2 separate regions of the Zea mays genome follow, and region 2 is linked to region 1. A link is a contact called in public Hi-C data. All regions are on one chromosome and are shown on one strand. Each heading gives the region's core, a stretch centred on a gene start, on an enhancer-like site or on the middle of the called end of the contact. The rest is flanking DNA. Distances are from core to core; before and after follow the strand shown. Region 1 holds the start of LOC100284233 (26S protease regulatory subunit 6B-like protein). Region 2 has its middle 6.0 kb from the start of LOC103626874.

Region 1 (4,624 bases), core at 1,428-3,927:
ATAAAAATTGAACCAGATTCTGCACAAATTTCCACCATTTTCGATAACTCATCTATTGAGATCGTAATAGAACCTGCTAGTATCTACAAATTCGCACAGAACCAAGTGAAATCATTCCCGTTTTGTTGTTTGAGGGCATGCTCAAACACTTGTTTTATGTGGTGTTACATGTTGACTGATCTGATGTCATAACTTCAGTGATTCTTCAGTCCAGTCTTCTTTTACTCCCCACAATGCCCTTGCACTTCTCATGTTCTCATCTGGGACAAGACTCATGACCCTTGCTTTTTTTTCTCGAACAACACAGGAGATCTGCGTGTCATTGCATTAAGAGAGGAAGTACCACATACATCAAACGACCGAAAACAACCAAAACCACAAGACCTTAACCCCTACAGCTAGGGACTAGGCAATTAAAAGCTTTGGCTGTTGCTGTTACAACGGTGACACACCTAGACCATTTGAATACAAAAACCACAGAGGGGTAGGCCATCAAGACCAACACATTCGTAGCTCGTGCCCAGACCAGGAACTCTTGCAGTTTGGAGGCCCCAGCCCACCTCCAAAGCCGACATTCCTCAACAATCCTTGTGATCAAAGTGAGTGTGTTAGGCTCTGAATTCTCAAAGACACAAGAATTCCTGTGCTTCCATATCTCACAGGCTGTTAAAATGATAAGGGAATTCAGCTATGGCCTCCTTTCTTTTGGTACTAGCTTAGTAGCTTGACCACCTTCTTCCACCACTCAGGAAAGGAAGTTTCAGCAATGTTGGGTGCCAGCTCTGGCATCTTTATAGCCTGGAAATATTAAACCAGAGTTGCCTGGAGAAAACACAACCCACTAACAGGTGCTGAATATTCTCATCCTCTTGATCACAAAGGGGACAGGCATTGGGATGGGGCAGCCCTCTTTTAGCCAGATTGTCTGCAGTCCAACATCGTTTTTTAAAACACCAACCAAATGAAGAATCTGCAGCGCAGGGGCACCCAACTTTTCCAAATCTTTTTCCATGGGGCATAACGAATTGATCCCATGAAGAAGGCCAAATAGGCTGACTTGCTGCTATAATCCCCTGATTGTGTTAGTTCCCACCTGAAAGTGTCAGGGTTTTCAGGCTGTAAAATAACTCCTTCCACCTGGTCCCATATCATAAGATACTCTTGTAAGACTTGGACAGTTAAGGCCCCTTTTATATCTGATATCCATCTCCTGTTGTTCAGTGCCTCAGCAACTGTTCTCTTGTTTACGGTTCTTTTGCCAATAGTTGTGATCAGATGGGGTGCTAGTTCAGCAATGCATGACCCTTGCTTATACAAGTCAGAACAGCATGTGTTCTTGTGTCCAATGACAGTATGCTGTCAAATTCTAGTACATACTCCATATGTCCCTTTTTAAGTATAGATATGGTATTTTGCTAGTCAAACTTTCTCAATCTCAAGTTTGACAAGGTTTATAGAAAAATATTAGCATCAATTGTATCTCCAAATAAGTTTATTTTGAAAAAAGATTCAACAATCTATCTAATGATAATAATTTGTATGTTTGACTTCTTGGGAAGTGGGAACAACAGTTAAAAATGGATGTAGGGTGTATTGATGCTGTGTCCCTTATATACATATATAAGGGCCACAAGTCATACAGGTGTGTGCAATAATGTGTATTCAGCTGCATAAATGGACACCAATTGCTAGTAATGATAGGAAAAGATGCAGCCTTTTGTAGGTTGTAAAGAATAGATTTCGCCTATTTGTATACCATAATAAGGAAGACGTTCAGTGCAATCAATAACATCGACAGATATGGGAGCCTGCCAAATGAAGAAGCAGAACCCTACACCAAATGGAAGCATTCTAAGGCCCAACCTGAATGCTATATAATTTATAAGGACATTATGATTCGGGATAACAACGTAACGACACAATAATTTATCATCAGATCCATAATAAGAAATCAAATTAACCAATGACTTCATGCGGATCTGGCAAATTCAAGGATAAACTTACGTTGTAGGTGACGTTGGGCTTCTCCGACGATCCCAGCAAGGAGATGCTGGAGTCGGCCTCGGGCGGCAGCACGTCGACTAAAGCGTTGGAGTGACGATGCAACGCGACAGATGCTGACGGCTTGAGCAGCTCGCGGTTGATGGTGCTGAGGATCCGCACATAGTAGTTGCTGCCCGTAGTAGAACCCACGATGCCGTTGTTGCCGTCGACCATCTCCATAAACTGGCCGATGACGAGCGGTACGGACTGGATCCGCTTGACCTCCTCCTGCGCACGGAGGAGTTCGCGCTTGAGGTTCTTCTGTTCGTCTTTAACGTACTCCTCCTGGATCTCGACGAACTCCATGTGGCGCTGGAGCGACTTGAGGCGGCCATAGAGGTCGTCCTCTTCCTCGACCGACGCGGCCACGGAGGCGGAGATCGTGGAGGAGGCCGGGTACGACGGAGGCGGCGCCATCGGGGTGGCCACCGCAGGGGTTGGGGCGGTTGTGGCGGCCGACATCGAGAAGGCCGAGGTTAGGGTTTCGACTTGGGTTCGATTTTGGGGATCGGGGAGGAGTTGGATTCGAAGAAGAGCCGCAGAGGCTTGGTTAGGTTTGCTTGCAGAAGGGGGAAGCGTGAACGTGGCCGTGATGTATACATACGCATGTGGCTGAGCATTCATACGTGCCAATAACACAAGTACCTCGTTTGGATATATATATATATATTAGAGCATCTACAAAAGACTATTCATTTTTTCTCTCTATTTGACTATCTATTTACGTTTTCATAAAGATTACACTATATATATAGCATCTCAGTCCAACAGACTATATATTTAGTTTGGTAGTCAGGTGGCTAGCCAAATTTAGCTAGTGAGAGAGCCAATTTACAGAGTCAGATAGCTTACGAGTCAGATAGCTAGTCTGTTGGAAATTTAATTTACTATTGAGTAACTAAAATTTGGCTTAGCGAGTCATCTAGCTAGTCTCTTGAAGATGCTCTTAGAGCATAGAATTGCAAAATTGAAATCAGTTTTTCTAAATTCTGTTGTTTAGACACAAATACCTCATTTGGATATATATATATTAGAGCACAGAATTGCAAAATTGAAATCAGTTTTCCTAAATTTTGTTGTTTGATTGTACGTAAAATTAAGATTTGAAATTGGAGGTCCAATTTCCTAGAATTAAACTATATAAACTCATTCTCCCACTACAAAGCCTCATTATTGCGTAGAATTAGACCGCACAATTGCAAACTACAATTTAGTGATATCCAAACAATAGAATTGAAATTACATCTCATTTTAATACTAAGTCTGATTTAGTATTTAACCCGATTCAATTCCATTCTCTCCAATATCGATATTCAAACGGAGCAAGAAGGCTTTGGAATGGAGGGGATTTTAAGTAATAAATAAGTCGTATCATTGCTCCTAAATAGTTCCAAACCGATTTAAGTTCTCGTTGTTATGCTATCTACAATGTTGTGCATGAAAACTTCAGCTAATTGTTGAAGTTTGTGGATCTTTTGGTCTACCCTTTGTTCCTTGTCATTTCCGTGGTGCTGTTATCTCGCATATGAGGCTCGAGAGTGGGACCTATTTATAGTGCTGAAAAATATTTCACACAACCTATATTCTAAAAATCTTTCGACTCATGTACGGTACCATCAACCACGATCAGATAGGCCAGTTACATGAGTTTAAAATATATTAGTCCCTAGCACACATGGGTGAGTTATGTGTCATAATTAGACCGTGTAAATATGAGATTTATTCCAGTCTAATTATGTGGGGTCGACAACTCGTTGAGCTGATCCTACAAAACAAAACCCAGCTATTCCGTTGTGCTGTACCCGGGTTAAAAATGTATGTATGTATATAACAAATATTCATATATAACAAATATTTCAGTAGAATTAATCTCGTTATTCCTCTACTGTGTTCCAGCACAAACGTCCTCACCGCCTTAAGTACAAAATTACTTGGTGGGGCGTTTAGATCCCTTTATTTTAGAGAAATTGAAATTTAATCAATAAAGTAACTTATTTAGTTTCAAATTTGACATTTCACTAATTTCCAAAGTTCAGATATAAATCTATCTAAAATACATGGGGTGGAGAATAGGAAATGATTTTATGCATTAGTAGAATTTGCTTCTACTCAGTGACTTAAATGTATTCTTCGTCTTACTTCTCTATAGTAAAAATGTAGCACATAAATATTTTCGACATCTTGCTAATAATAATATACAAATATATTTTGTATAAAACTGAATTAGCTTAATTGATATATACTAAAATTACTATTATTAGAATGGAATTCAATTCCAATGATTCAAACGGGGTGTGAGTTAAATTCTGCATCAATAATTCCCTGTCGCTTGTACTTCCATATTGAATTGAATAAAGAATAACCATAATGTATAAAAATGAATGTTGACAGGCACACACATATATATAAATCCAACATCTCCCACTTGGCTGAAACATTTCATTCAGTAACATGAAGTCCCATATTTCTAATATGCTTCAAAAATAGTTCCTAACTAAGGGATGTTTGAATGCACTAGAGCTAATAGTTAGTTGCCTAAAAATTACTAGTGGAATTAGCTAACTAACAAATAACAATCTAA
Region 2 (4,679 bases), core at 991-3,490, 300 kb before region 1:
AAAAGGTGTGAGTTTTTCAAAAGAAAATGTTTTTCGAAATAGGTATGATGAAGGGTTTTACCCTTGTCACCTTTGAGCGGGATGATCAGGGACTCCCTGGTTTGGGAGGGCCTTAAGGTGTCGGCTCAGTCGGGTTAGGTGTGAGCATGAAGGATTGTCCCTCTCGCATAAGGTCTAGTTTGACATTACTCCTTACCTATACTCTTATCAAGTACAACTACTCGACATGATATGGGCAGTCGCTTGATCTGAACTTGGACGGTCTGCACCCCACGGTTATGGTGCTGGGGAGCACTGGAAGGACCAGCAGGGGGGGTAATTTTGTCCTGGTTTGGGTGAGGAGGTGGCCTTGTTCCTTTCTGTATAACCATTAAGGTAAAGTCGTGCAAGGGAGGAGAGAGTTTTGGTATTCAGATCTCACGACGGTGAGATTGTAGAAATCAGACTAGTGGGTAAATTGTACACCTCTTCATAGAGTTCAAAATCTATTCGAATAGTCCGTGTCCACGGATATGAATGAGTTACGACATGAATTTAATAATTAGTGTTTTGTTTTACAAAATGGTTTAAAAAATGGTTTTAAAAGGTTCGGCGGTTGAGCCGTGAGCTATGGTGGACTGGAAGTCCAATAGCTATCTTTTTGAAAATAAAACCCGGTGGAAAACTATCGATATTCCTGATGGTTTAGTCCAAGGGATTTAGTTCTATTTTAAAAAAAAAACTTCCTGCTAAGCTATTGAACCAACTAATTGTTAGTTATATCCAAAAAGCAATTAGTCATTAGTTGGCCCAATCCAGCTAAAACCACCTAATAGGTCGTTGGTGACCAAATTGCTCTTGACCCTTTCTACCCGTCAGCTGATTTTTTTTCCTCTGTATGAAGAAGTCGAACTTTGTACGCTATTTATGGTATTTGAAATTTGTATTTGTGATTTTTTATTTAACAAATATTCATACCAGTAGCAGCGTACTGACGAGAAATATGACTCAAAAACAAAGAAAAAGAGATGGATAATAAGTATGAGAACAACAATCCGGCTAGTAGTTAATTAGCTAATTTAGCTAACAACTTATTAGTTAGCTAACAATTAGCTATAGATGTTTAGAATAGGACCTGAGAGGCTAAGAAAATCCATTAGTCGTGGTATGACAAAAGCAAAACTAGAGAAGCAATAAATTTATATTGCATATTCACGTGATATTATCCTTCCATTCTAAGAAGGAATCAAATAGGAATTCATTTCTGTACCGTATAAAACACCAGTTTTGACTATTTGATCGTCCACGAGCGTCACATGCTTAAATTGTAAAAAAAAAATTATATATTCGAACCGTGGTGATTGACTCTAAACCCACGTTCAGATCTACATTACAAACAAAATATATGTGTCATTGTATTTTATATTCTATACTCAAAAATAAATAAAAACCGTAACAATATATAGTATAACTAATTTTTTATCTTTCGTCCCATGTACAATATACTATGATCTGCTATATTTGGGGCTTGCGACAGGGTATTTGTGAGTTTGTGCAATATTTTGTGATTCTACTTTTCTCTAATACTATATCTAATACTATATCTGTTCTCGAATAGTTATCGTCTGCTAGTTCATTTTTAAACTAAAACGCGACAAATAAAAAAGAACGGAGGGAGTATATTAAATATAAGTACATTAAGAATTGTAACAGAAAGTAATATGGTGCGTGGTGCAAATGTGATTTACTGGCATTACCAAAAGTGTTGGATATTGGCTTGCTCACTTAAATAAAGTAAGGTAGAAACAGGCTAGAGAAGTAAGCGTAAAAATAGTATAACAGAAGAATTCTAGCTGTCACCACTTAAATATTTTCGTTCCATATGTTTATTCTCACATGCTAGCCTTTCTCCACGAGATCCCTAAAGAAAACACCGTAATAACAGAAGAATTCTAGCTGTCACCGAGTACCTTGTGGTTAATCTGCTGCCCGCCACGCGAGCTTGAAATTTAACCCCATGGGCGTCGTTCACCCGGCCAATTAATCCACCCATCCATCCAGCCAGCCAGGCGCATTATTGATGGATCGATTTCTAAAGAGGCGCATGGACGAGCCATTCGCTACGAACTGTAGATACCCACCCCACCATTATTGTGAGCAAGTTGCTCTCTTCTCTTCTCTCTGGCTCTCCAATGCTGCTCCGCAGTAGCACTAGTATCGATTAAAAAAGTGATCTGCGTCTACATGTACCCCCATTAATAAACTAGTAGTAGTAGACGCCTAGCAAGTGATTAGCGCAGTTGTACTCTAGCGCGTGTCCTGAGCATCTGCCCCGACAGCGGCTCCACCGTCGACGTACGCACATAATATATCGTGCGCGCACGCGTACGTCCGCCGTAGCACCGACGCCGCAGCGACTGACCGTCGCGATCGTCGGCATGAACCAAAGGCGTTCTTAATCAGCTATATTTAGACAACAGATTAGTATTTTTCTTTTGTATACTGGTTTCTCTATTTAGAATAAAAATAATTGTTTCACTGTGGCATTGGGCGTCGCTTGGACTGAGCGTAAGCAGTGAAGCCGGTCCCTTGGGTAGGGGACTGAGGTTGACATCCACTGCACGCACTGGGACCGACTCCCCCTCACCTCACCAGCACTGTGCTTTCGCAGAGAAAGACGGTTGCATTGGGGGGGGCCCTAGCCCACCATCTTCCGTCTACTAGAACGAGAGCGAAAGAAACGTACAGCAAAGCAAAAGCCCCTCAGCGAGGGAAAAAGAGAAGACAAGCGGTGGGATCGGCATCCATATATCAGGTGTTCCTCCCTTTCTCGGCACGGCGGCAAGAACGAGCCTCCCCTCCCTCCTCAGTCCTCACGCAGCAACAAGACGCAGCTCGGCGACGGCGAGCGAGCTGAACAACATGGACGTGGCACCGTACGTCCGCGTCCCGATTAATTCGGTCTGATTACGATCTGGCACATGGAATCAGTCAGTCAGTCAGTCACAGCCTTGGCTGGCTGGCTGGCTTTGTACTGACACGGCCTTCCTTTTCTCCCCCCCTGCTCTGGCCTACTACATCGTAGGAACACACCTAAAAACAGGGGAGGCTGGAATGGATCGCTTTGATCTTTCAAATCGTTTGCTGCACACTCGCTTCCCATGCACTACTGTGGCTGTGGGTCTCGCTCTCTCGTCTTTCACGGACAGGGATTGATGTACGCACGCACGCACTCCCTGCTGCTTACACACTCGCAGGGTCGTCCATCCAATACAAGAAGAAGAAGAAGAAAAAATACTCGCCCGTGTATCTATTTGCATTGCTGGCGTGGAAAAGGCGCGCGAATTGCGCGGATCATTAGTCCAAGATGAGGAGGAAAAAAAAAGCGGCTCGGACCCAACGAGGAGAGAGAAACGGCAAGCCAGCAGAGCTTTATCTGCCTGTCTCAAGGACTCAATAAAGCATCATATTCTCAACTACTACGCAACATGTGTACAAAAATATAGTACACCAAGTTGCAAAAGGCCACTCGCTCGGGGGAAAAAAGGCACAATACACCTATTCCTGCAGCAGTCGTCGTACCGCTAAACACTTTAACAACTCCTCTCTCTCTCTCTCTGTCAGTCAGTCTCCTCCCCTTCCTCCACACACACACAGGCACACAGCTCTCTCCTCCAGCAAGCAGCAGTGCCGGCCGGCTGACTGACACTGGAGCGAAAAGGGAAGAAAAAAAACAGCAAGGACGAGACGCGATGCACACACACAGGCACAGCACAGCAGCAGCCAGCAGCAGCAGTCAGCACGACCGCTTTACTGAGCACCGCCGGACGCATTACCCCGAATAATTACACCCTCTACGACGACGCCTAATAAAGTTCAAATGGTAATGATCCGTCAGGTAAACATGTGCTTGGGCAGAGACTCAGAGGGGAGGGATCATCAAATGATACGGGCCACGCCCCATGTGTGTACTACAACAGCCTGTACCCCCGCAGGCTTTTTCGCTCATCCTTCAGTCCTCCCTCCCTAATGGACCTTGTCCTTGTTGCCCCGTCGTTTGAATTGATTTGACGCCTTTAGGGTTTAAGGCAGCAGCTAAGCTTACCTTACCATGAGCTACTGCTTTGTGACAAGGCAGTAGCCGATAGCAGTGGCACGATACACGCCTGCGAAGAAAAATGAAAAGAGTCACCAGTCACCACCGCCAGGAGAGAGAGCCCACAGGCACGCATACTGCTACACCCTAGTGTAGTAGTATACGAGAGAGAAGAAAAGAAAAAGCGAATGATTGTCCTGATGGTGACGGGCGGCATGGGGATGGGGGAAGAAAGGAAGCCTACAATGGCAGAGATTGGCATGCCTCCTCCGACCACGGCTTTTCTCTCTTCCAGCCTCCGTCCGGTGCAATCATGGGCGGTGCAGCGACGCCGGGGGGGCGGGCAGATAGACGCAGAAGAGGTGACGGCGAGGACGACGGCGATCATCATCAACCCACATGATGATGCCGTCCTTGCCAGCAGTCCAGTACCCGCGCCGCTCAGCCTCAGCCTCAGCCTACCCTGGTGAAAAAAAAGAAGTAAATGGTGGTATGGGTAGTAGGATTCAGACTTTCAGAGGTGAGTGAAAGAAAAGATAAAAAACCATGGAGGGAAAAGGAACTGTTCTTGGCCAACGTAGTTGCAGTTTCAAGCTACGATTGG

What was found. Hi-C and Micro-C count contacts between places; a contact is called where the count stands out from the background.
Region 2: a Hi-C map of bundle sheath shows a contact between it and region 1, with 2.6 times the contacts expected there. The contact joins the enhancer-like site here to the promoter of LOC100284233 in region 1. A contact is called at or near these places in 2 of 25 Hi-C or Micro-C datasets (bundle sheath and leaf).

The regions. Positions count from the first base shown.
Region 1 is chr5:128,510,129-128,514,752 of Zm-B73-REFERENCE-NAM-5.0, reverse strand. LOC100284233 (26S protease regulatory subunit 6B-like protein) reads right to left here and starts at 2,677. Exons shown (of 6, transcript NM_001157128.2): 1 at 2,005-2,677. The coding sequence starts at 2,505.
Region 2 is chr5:128,807,367-128,812,045 of Zm-B73-REFERENCE-NAM-5.0, reverse strand. No RefSeq gene overlaps it. Among protein-coding and RNA genes, the nearest start is that of LOC103626874, 6.0 kb to the right of the region's middle. Within about 2 kb of position 2,240, at least 19 of the 20 cell types and tissues checked have an H3K27ac peak or open chromatin away from gene starts, as enhancers often do. A contact at or near this core is called in bundle sheath and leaf, where this site is marked.